Regions from separate parts of the Mus musculus genome. Here region 1 is linked to region 2. A link is a contact called in public Hi-C data. All regions are on one chromosome and are shown on one strand. The core of a region is the stretch at or near the end of the contact, and the rest is flanking DNA. Distances in the headings are between cores, read along the strand shown. Region 1 has its middle 18 kb from the start of Bbs5. Region 2 overlaps Lrp2 (low density lipoprotein receptor-related protein 2).

Region 1 (4,293 bases), core at 718-3,217, 99 kb before region 2:
TCCCAAACAATTCCACCAACTGAGGACCAAATTTCCAAACGTTTGAGTTGACGGAGGCCACTCTTGTTTAAACCACCATAAGGCCTCATAACGTTACCCTGGGTGGCCTGGAACTCTATGTAGGCCAGGCAGGGCTCCAACTTTTGAAAATCCTGCTTCTGCATCCTAAGTGCTGAGACCCTAGGCATGTGCCACCATGTCTGGCCTGGCACTACACCTATTTTCGGAGCTTAATGTTCACTAGGTGACAGAATCTAGAATCCCGTTTTTCCACTTTCAGAAACTCAAGCTATTTGTTTACTTTTTAATCTTTACTCACTACCAACTTAAACTTCATCCGACCGGTTCCACCAGTTTCCAGCTTCTCTCTCTTCTGTTGTCCATGTACTCTCCATTTTTAGACCTGAGCCTTCCTTCTCCCTGAACTGCACTCCCCTTCCCCCCTCTCAGTAGAGCCACTAGTGCCATGGTTCTCAACTTCCCTAATACCATGGCCCTTTGATACAATCCCTCAGGCTGTGGTGGCCCTCAACCGTAAAATTATCTGCACTGCTACTTCACAACTGTAATTGTGCTTCTGTTATGAATAATAATGTAAACATATGATATATAAAGATACCTGACATGTGACCTCCCTCCAAGGGGTCTCGACCCATAGGTTGAGAACCCCTGCTCTGGAGAGAGACTGTGATAATTTCAGTTATGACGATGGACCTTAAGACAAGGTAGAGAGAGAGAGAGAAGGATGAAGTAAAACTAAATGAAAGAGAAGAGAGTAGAGGAGGGTGGTGAATCCATATATATGTGTGTGTATGTCCATGTACGTGTGTCTGTGTATATCCACATACACAGTACCCAGCTCATACTGGCCTTGAACTTCTGATCCTCCTGAGCCGTCCTCCCTAGGGATGGATTACACATGTGCCACCATACCCAGCCATATAAGCAGCATAGTCTCGCTCACTCATGTTTCTTTCTTTCCCCCTTTCTCCTCTTCTTCCCACCCCTCTGTTTTTGGTTAAAGACTTATTTTATCTTAATTGTGTGTGTGTGTGTGTGTGTGTGTGTGTGTGTGTGTGTGTGTGTGTTTTACCTGCATGTAAATGTGTGTCCCACACGCATGCAGTGCAGACAGAGACCAGAAGGAGTCAGCTCTCCTGGAATTGGAGTTCCAGACCGGTGTGAGCTACTGTGTAGGTGGTAAGAATTGTACCCATGTTCTCTGGAAGAACAGCCAGTGCTCTTAACCTCTAAGCCGCTGTTCTGTTCTGTTTTGGAGATAGGATCTTGCTAGGGAACCCTGGCTGGTCTGGATCTCACCGTACAGCCGAGACCTGAAGCTTGAACCCAATCCTCTCCCTCAGCTTCCCAAGTGCTTTGACTTCAGGAGTTTCTGGGCTTCCAGTGGATGGAAGTAGACACAGCTGCAGCGATTGGTAGAGGTGATTGATTTTAGGACAGAAAATCGAAGTGGAATTATATTCCCCAAATATCCTATTGTGGGCTCTTTTTAGCCTTAAAATCGTGCTAAGGTTCGTGTTCAGAACAGGTAATCACTGTTAAGGGCAGAGCTCCGCCCCTCTCTCCTAATAACAGCACGATGATGATCTCTGTCTACACAATGAGAGCCGATTGATATCTTTGGATTCCAGTGATAGCAACTTCAAAAGCTTCCAGTAAGTCTTGGGGTTCAGCTACCCTCCCACGACAGATTTAACTATCACCTTACTCCAAGATAGTTTAAAACAACACAAGAATAGCAATCGGAACAATAGCAGCTGTAACCAGAGCCAGTCTCTTGCAAAATCCCGATTCCAAGGCAAAGCTGTGCCAGCGTTGAACTTCCAAGTGACTGCCTGCGCCAGCCTCGCTCGCCTCTCTCGTTTCACAACGCAGGACTCTCCCACTAAAATCAATCACTCTTTGTCCCAGCTCGTGTTCTCCTAGGTACAGGAGTTAGACTAGTCCTGGACGGTTAATTAGCCATAAATCCATCTCTGAAACACAGAGCAGTGTAGCTTTCTTTGTACAGTCCCGATGTCCGTTCTGCATCAGCGCTTTTTAGATGAATTGAGCGGTGCTAATGCAGGCGTGTTTACTGCGCACCCCTCTCCCTGTATGCCGATCCCTGGCTGTCCACGGAGGGCTTCCAATGGATCAAACTTACAGTCTCCTGGCTAGGCCATGTTTACTCCAACAATGGAAACCCATGGTCCTGTGTTGCCCCAGAATGGGCTGCTGAGGGCCACATTGACGCAGAGGCCGGAACGAGTGGCTCTTGATCCTGTACTTTCCCAGTGACAGACACGGGGGCTCAGAAAACTTTTCTTTGTTCTTTTTCTTTCTTTCTCTTTTTCTTTTTCTTTTTAAAATCTTGATTGTCATCTCAGACTCATTATGAGTTCTCAGAGGGAATGTAATGTAATGTAGAAATTCGTTATTAAAAAGGGACATCTTGCCGGGCCTGGTGGCGCACGCCTTTAATCCCAGCACTCGAGAGGCAGAGGCAGGCAGATTTCTGAGTTTGAGGCCAGCTTGGTCTACAAAGTGAGCTCCAGGACAGCTAGGGCTATACAGAGAAACCCTGTCTTGAAAAACAAAACAAAACAAAACCCCAAAAAACAAACAAACAAACAAACAAAAAAGGGACATCTTGAAGGGCCAGGCATAGTGGCACATGACTTTTTCTTTTTTACACTCCATATTTTATCTCCACCTCAACCACCCCCCCCCCACATGCCTTTAATCCCCATGTGAGGTAGAGGCAGGTAAGTTTGAGACCTGCCTAGTCTACACAGTGAGTTCCAGGACAGCCAGGGCTATGTAGACAGACCTTGTGTCAAAATCAAATCAAATCAAATCAAATCAAACAGACAAACAAACAAACAAACAAGGGCATCTCGGGTGGTGTGTGCGTGTGCACATGTGCCTGTGTGTGTGCGCGCACGTGTGTATGATGTGCATGCTCAGTTGGTAGAGAGCTTGCCTAGCATGCATGAAGCCCTGGACTCCATTCCTAGCACTGAGTAAACTACATACACTCGGTGTGATGGTTGGTGGTGCCTGTAATCCCAGCACTCCAGAGATGGAGGCAGAAGCATCAGTGTAGTCGGGGGCTGCATAGCGGGCTTCAAGTCAATTTGGACTTCTTCTGGTTCTGACTCAGCAAGTTAATAAACAAACAAGCAAAAACAAATCATTGTAGGTAAGTGACCAAAGAATGGAAGGTGGTTTTCTTGTTTACACCAGTGGGGTTTTCCCGGTTGCCTGTAGCTTTCTCTCTTGCTAGCCATGCTTTTTGAATCAAGTTAGTAGGAGAAAAATGTCCTCCCCCTCAGTGTAGAAGACCAGCAGTGAGCTCTGGCCACCGGTTCGACTCCCACACACAGAATCCGACAGAGAAGCCTGCTCATGGTCAGGTGTGGTGGGGAGACAGAGACAGGCAGATCTCTGAGTTTCAAGGCCAGCCTGCTCTACAGAGTGAGTTTCAGGACACCCAGAGCTGTACAGAGAGAGCCTGTCTCAAAAAAACGTAAATAAGCAAACAGATGAAATAAATCAAAGGAGGGGAGAAGGCCAATCTTTTTCTTTGTCAGCGTCAGAAATTTTGTGTACCTGCCTCTCTGCCATCTAAAACAGGGAGTAATTTGGTCAGTTGATAACCACTGCTTGGTTGCATTGTCAGAGAAAAGTACGAGGTAAACATATTTGCAGCAACAGGCAAAGCATAGTGAGAGTTGGAGAGATGGCTAGGAGTGCTCAGTGCTTTATCAGAGAACCATGGTTCAGTTCCCAGCACCCACACAGATGCTCTCAACTGCTCTAATTCCAGCTCCGAGGAATTTTGATGCCCCCTGCTGGCATCTATCGACACTGCATGAATGAAGAAATACATACATACCAGCAAGACACTCATACCTGTAAAAGAAAAATAAATAAAATTAGAAGAAGAAGAAGAAGAAGAAGAAGAAGAAGAAGAGGAGGAGGAGGAAGAGGAGGAGGAGGAGGAGGAGGAGAAAAGAGAAAAAAGAAAAAAGAAAAAAAGAAAAAAGAAAAAAGAAAAAAGGAAGCCGGGTGTGGTGGTACACACCTTTAATCCCAGCACTTGGGAGGCAGAGGCAGGCGGATTTCTGAGTTCGAGGCCAGCCTGGTCTACAAAGTGAGCTCCAGGACAGCCAGGGCTATACAGAGAAACCCTGTCTTGAAAAACAAACAAACAAACAAACAAACAAACAAACAACGAAAAAAGGAAGCATATGAGCATTAACGAACTTGAAAGAAAATTCTGAGTTC
Region 2 (4,239 bases), core at 640-3,139:
GAGGCTACCCTGGTCTACAGAAAACTCTGTGGCTCATGCCGAGAGACCGAGAAAAGTCTAAAGTATTATAATCAACCATCCAGGTTTCTAATACTGTGAAGACATTTTGTAGGTGAACTATTCTTTGAGACAGTGATGTTTTCCCGTTCATTCTCATTGCACTGGGGTGCAGTCAAGGATTGAACAGCCCACACAGGAGCATCCTCATTGGTCTGGCTGGTGGGCTGCTCCTGTAACTCTGGAAGCCCTGCCCATCCATGTCTCCTGGCATCCCTCTGTGAGTGGCATTCCGTTTTCTTGGGGGCGGTGCTCATTTGTGGGGTGAGACTGCCCCTTTGTCTTTGGCAAGGGTCAGGCGTCTCTGCTCCCAGGCTGCCAGTGCACTGCCAGTCCCATCTCCAGGCTTTCCCTTCTAGGCAGTTCCCTTTTCTCTCAGTAGCAAAGGAATTCCAAGAGAAATACCAGAAACCACTCTCTCAGTATTACATCAGCTCTCCTTTTTTTCTTTCACAATCCCTAAAGCTTGCCATGGGGTGAGGACTGTGGGGGGTGGGGATTGTAGGGGATGGAGATTGTGGGTGGGGGTGGGGATTGTGGGGGGTAGGGATTTTAGGGGTTGTGGGGATTGGTATTGTGTGTGTGGTGGGTGGGAGTTGGGGGGTGGGGATGAGGATTGTGGGGGGTAGGGATTGTAGGGGGTGGGGGTCGTGGGGATGGGGTTGTGGGGGGTAGGGATTGTGGAAGGTGGGGGATGGGGATTGCATGGTTTAGGGGTTGCTGGGGTGAGGGTTGTGGGATGGTAAGGGGGGTGGGGACTGTAGGGGGTAGGGGTTGGGGGTTGGAGTGCCAGCTGTCTTGCAGTGGAAACTTGATAAGCCTTGATGTCTTTTCAGCAAGAGTGACTTGCTTTTACAGTGTGCCCTGTCCTGTGCTGCCCATAACCTGTTCCTCTGCCTCTTCTCCCCTTCAACGTAGCACATTTCCTGTCCTCCCATTATACAACCCTGAGCTCTGTGAGGCTTGTCTCTACAGGAGCTCCTTAAACGCAAGAGACTCGCATCGCTTCTGTTTCTAACTGGCAAGGTGTTTTGAGGTCTGTAGTTTTACACGTAGCCTGATAATAATGTGATGCGGGAAAACCAGACTTATCAAGCTGCCAGGTGTTTGTTTTTAGGGCTTACCCAACACTTTTAGTTAGATGCACAATGGGAACCGCAATGGCTGACCAGTGGCAGATGAGAGTTTTAAATTTCAGCGAATACCCTTCAGTCGCCCCACCCCCACCCCACCCCCAGGCTCTTTCTGGGACATTCATACAGACAGCCCCACTTAGAGATAAGCTCAAACGTCTACATTTGAGGGCCTTTGTGACTGGAAGGCCCCCTGCCACCTGCAGAGGCCTCTTCTGTGACCTTCCCTGTCAAAAATTCTCGAATGCATGGTTTATTTTTGAGGCTGTTTGTGTCAAAGATGACTTTTTATCGGTGTGAAGAGAAACTCTATTTAAATCAAATACAGGACGTTATGAAGCCAGATCTGCGCTCCTTTAAGCTGAGCTGGGAGTTCAGGAGAATTGTTTTGGTTTCTTCTCTGAAGCATTTCAACTCAGTAAATCCTCTGCAGGGTCTTCACCCTCTGCATGGCTGACTCGGTAGACTTGAGGTGTGGGGTGCCTTCTTCCACGGGTCTCTCCACTGTACGATTCGGTGGTAAATCAAGAATAGAGCCGAGTAATCTCTACATGGGATCTGGTGTCTTTCCACCATTCATTGGCCCTTGGTAGTTCTGACCTGGCAGTGGAGTTTCTGTGGCATGCAGGAACAGTTTCCTGGGCTCATTGTTTCTGACTGACAAGACAGGCTGGCTGTTTGTTGACAGAGTGACATTGTGCTGCTGAGGTCAGGGCAGGGAGGCCATTCAGCACGCAGGGTTTCACACAGCCAGGCAGAGGTATCTTAGGTGATCTTAGCCCAAAAGTAGGGCTTGAATTTTGTCAAAGCAGTATTTGTTGGTACTGGAGTTGGGCAGAGAATAAGAAAGGGAGGGATAGACATAGATCGATGTGGAGGGACCATGCATGGGCTAGGATTCATTTCGAGCCGTTTCCACGGCGTTCCTAGTTTCGTGAAAGTAACTGCTCTACTTTTGTTTCCGTATTTTATTCGACTGATGATAGATGTTTAATTAGTCTTCATTTTTCACAGTTAGGGATCTAAATAGCACATAGGTAAATAGGTAAATAAGGACTTACATGGTATAATGAAAGCACCAACTCAGAAGTTGTCCCCTAACTTTCACACACATACCCTGGAATGCATGTAAACACACACACACACACACACACACACACACACACACACACTTAATAAAAATTAGGTGGTATCTGCTCATAGTGACACTCTTTAATGCCAGCAGAGGAATTTCAAGGCTAGGATAGCCAGGTCTACATAGAGACTTTATTTATTTATTTTTAATTTTTTTATTAGGTATTTTCCTCATTTACATTTCCAATGCTATCCCAAAAGTCCCCCATACCCTCCCCCTCACTCCCCTACCCACCCTCTCCCACTTCTTGGCCCTGGCGTTCCCTTATACTGAGGCATATAAAGTTTGCACGACCAATGGGCCTCTCTTTCCATTGATGGCCGGCTAGGCCATCTTCTGATACATATGCAGCTAGAGACACGAGCTCCGGGGGGTACTGGTTAGTTCATATTGTTGTTCCACCTATAGGGTTGCAGATCCATTTAGCTCCTTGGATACTTTCTCTAGCTCCTCCATTGGAGGCCCTGTGATCCATCCAATAGCTGACTGTGAGCATCCACTTCTGTGTTTGCTAGGCCCTGGCATAGTCTCACAAGAGACAGCTATATCAGGGTCCTTTCAGCAATCTTGCTAGTGTATGCAATGGTGTCTGTGTTTGGAGGCTGATTATGGGATGGATTCCAGGATATGGTGGTCTCTAGATGTTCCATCCTTTTGTCTCAGCTCCAAACTTTGTCTCTGTAACTCCTTCCATGGGTGTTTTGTTCCCAATTCTAAGGGGCAAAGTGTCCACACTTTGGTCTTCATTCTTCTTGAGTCTCATGTGCTTTGTATCTTGTATCTTGGGTATGCTAAGTTTCTGGGCTAATATCCACTTATCAGTGAGTACATATCATGTGAGTTCTTTTGTGATTGGGTTACCTCATTCAGGATTATGCCCTCCAGGTCAATCTATTTGCCTAGGAATTTCATAAATTCATTCTTTTTAATAGCTGAGTAGTACTCCATTGTGCAAATATACCACATTTTCTGTATCCCTCTGTTGAGGGGCATCTGGGTTCTTTTCAGCTTCTGGCTATTATAAATAAGGCTGCTATCAACATAGTGGAGCATGTGTCTTTCTTAGCACTTGGAACATCTTCTGGATATATGCCCAGGAGAGGTATTGCAGGATCCTCCGGTAGTACTATGTCCAATTTTCTGAGGAACCACCAGACTGATTTCCAGAGTGGTTGTACAAGCTTGCAGTCCCACCAGCAATGGAGGACTGTTCCTTTTTCTCCATCCTCGCCAGCATCTGCTGTCACCTGAATTTTTGATCTTAGTCATTCTGACTGGTGTGAGATGGAATCTCAGGGCTGCTTTGATTTGCATTTCCCTGAAACAAACAAATAGATAGGGATTATAATCAATACACTTTCCTAATGCCAGAGGCTTAGCTGGCTGTTCACAGTTAGATAGGGAGAGGTCAGGGATATGAAGAGTATTTAAATGTGGTAGTAGTTGACCAAGGACTGGACCATTTGAGCATCCTTCAAACTTTATAATTGTGAAGAAAGTCTCTTGTAATGTTGTATGTGTCATTTACATTAGAATTCCTTGTCCTTTGTGTGTGAGATGTGTATCTCTTTTATGTAAGGGACGTTCAGCCTTTTAAATGCATGAGTAATTTAGGAATAAACAAGATAATTTTAACGTTGCTTATGACTTTGACGTCAAAGCGAAGGCACTTGGGTAAACAGAAATGCCCAAATACTTAATTTGAAGCTACAGACCAATTTTTTTTTTTAAATGGGTCGCTTTACAAATTCAAAAATAATGTTGCTCAGTAGAACTTTCTGGGCAAATGTATATATTCCTTCCTGTAGCTTCACTTTTCTTGCATTCAGCAGTCACGTGGAGATATTGAGGACTTCAAGTGTGGCCGACAAGGCTTAGACACTTACGTTTCTGTAACTAGGGGACACATGGCTA

What was found. Hi-C and Micro-C count contacts between places; a contact is called where the count stands out from the background.
Region 1: a contact with region 2 is called in a Hi-C map of extraembryonic endoderm stem cells, with 1.6 times the contacts expected there. The contact joins two enhancer-like sites. A contact is called at or near these places in 27 of 484 Hi-C or Micro-C datasets (8-cell embryo, differentiating embryonic stem cells, embryonic stem cells and 3 more), 4 of 115 datasets of contacts at active chromatin or transcription factors (embryonic stem cells and stem cell-derived neural progenitor cells) and 1 of 9 other capture datasets (adipose tissue).

The regions. Positions count from the first base shown.
Region 1 is chr2:69,627,060-69,631,352 of GRCm38.p6, reverse strand. No RefSeq gene overlaps it. Among named protein-coding and RNA genes, the nearest start is that of Bbs5, 18 kb to the left of the region's middle. Within about 2 kb of position 1,967, at least 17 of the 459 cell types and tissues checked have an H3K27ac peak or open chromatin away from gene starts, as enhancers often do. A contact at or near this core is called in extraembryonic endoderm stem cells, where this site is marked.
Region 2 is chr2:69,527,976-69,532,214 of GRCm38.p6, reverse strand. All of the region lies in intron 9 of Lrp2 (low density lipoprotein receptor-related protein 2), which reads left to right. Among named protein-coding and RNA genes, the nearest start is that of Lrp2, 56 kb to the left of the region's middle. Within about 2 kb of position 1,889, at least 39 of the 459 cell types and tissues checked have an H3K27ac peak or open chromatin away from gene starts, as enhancers often do. A contact at or near this core is called in extraembryonic endoderm stem cells, where this site is marked.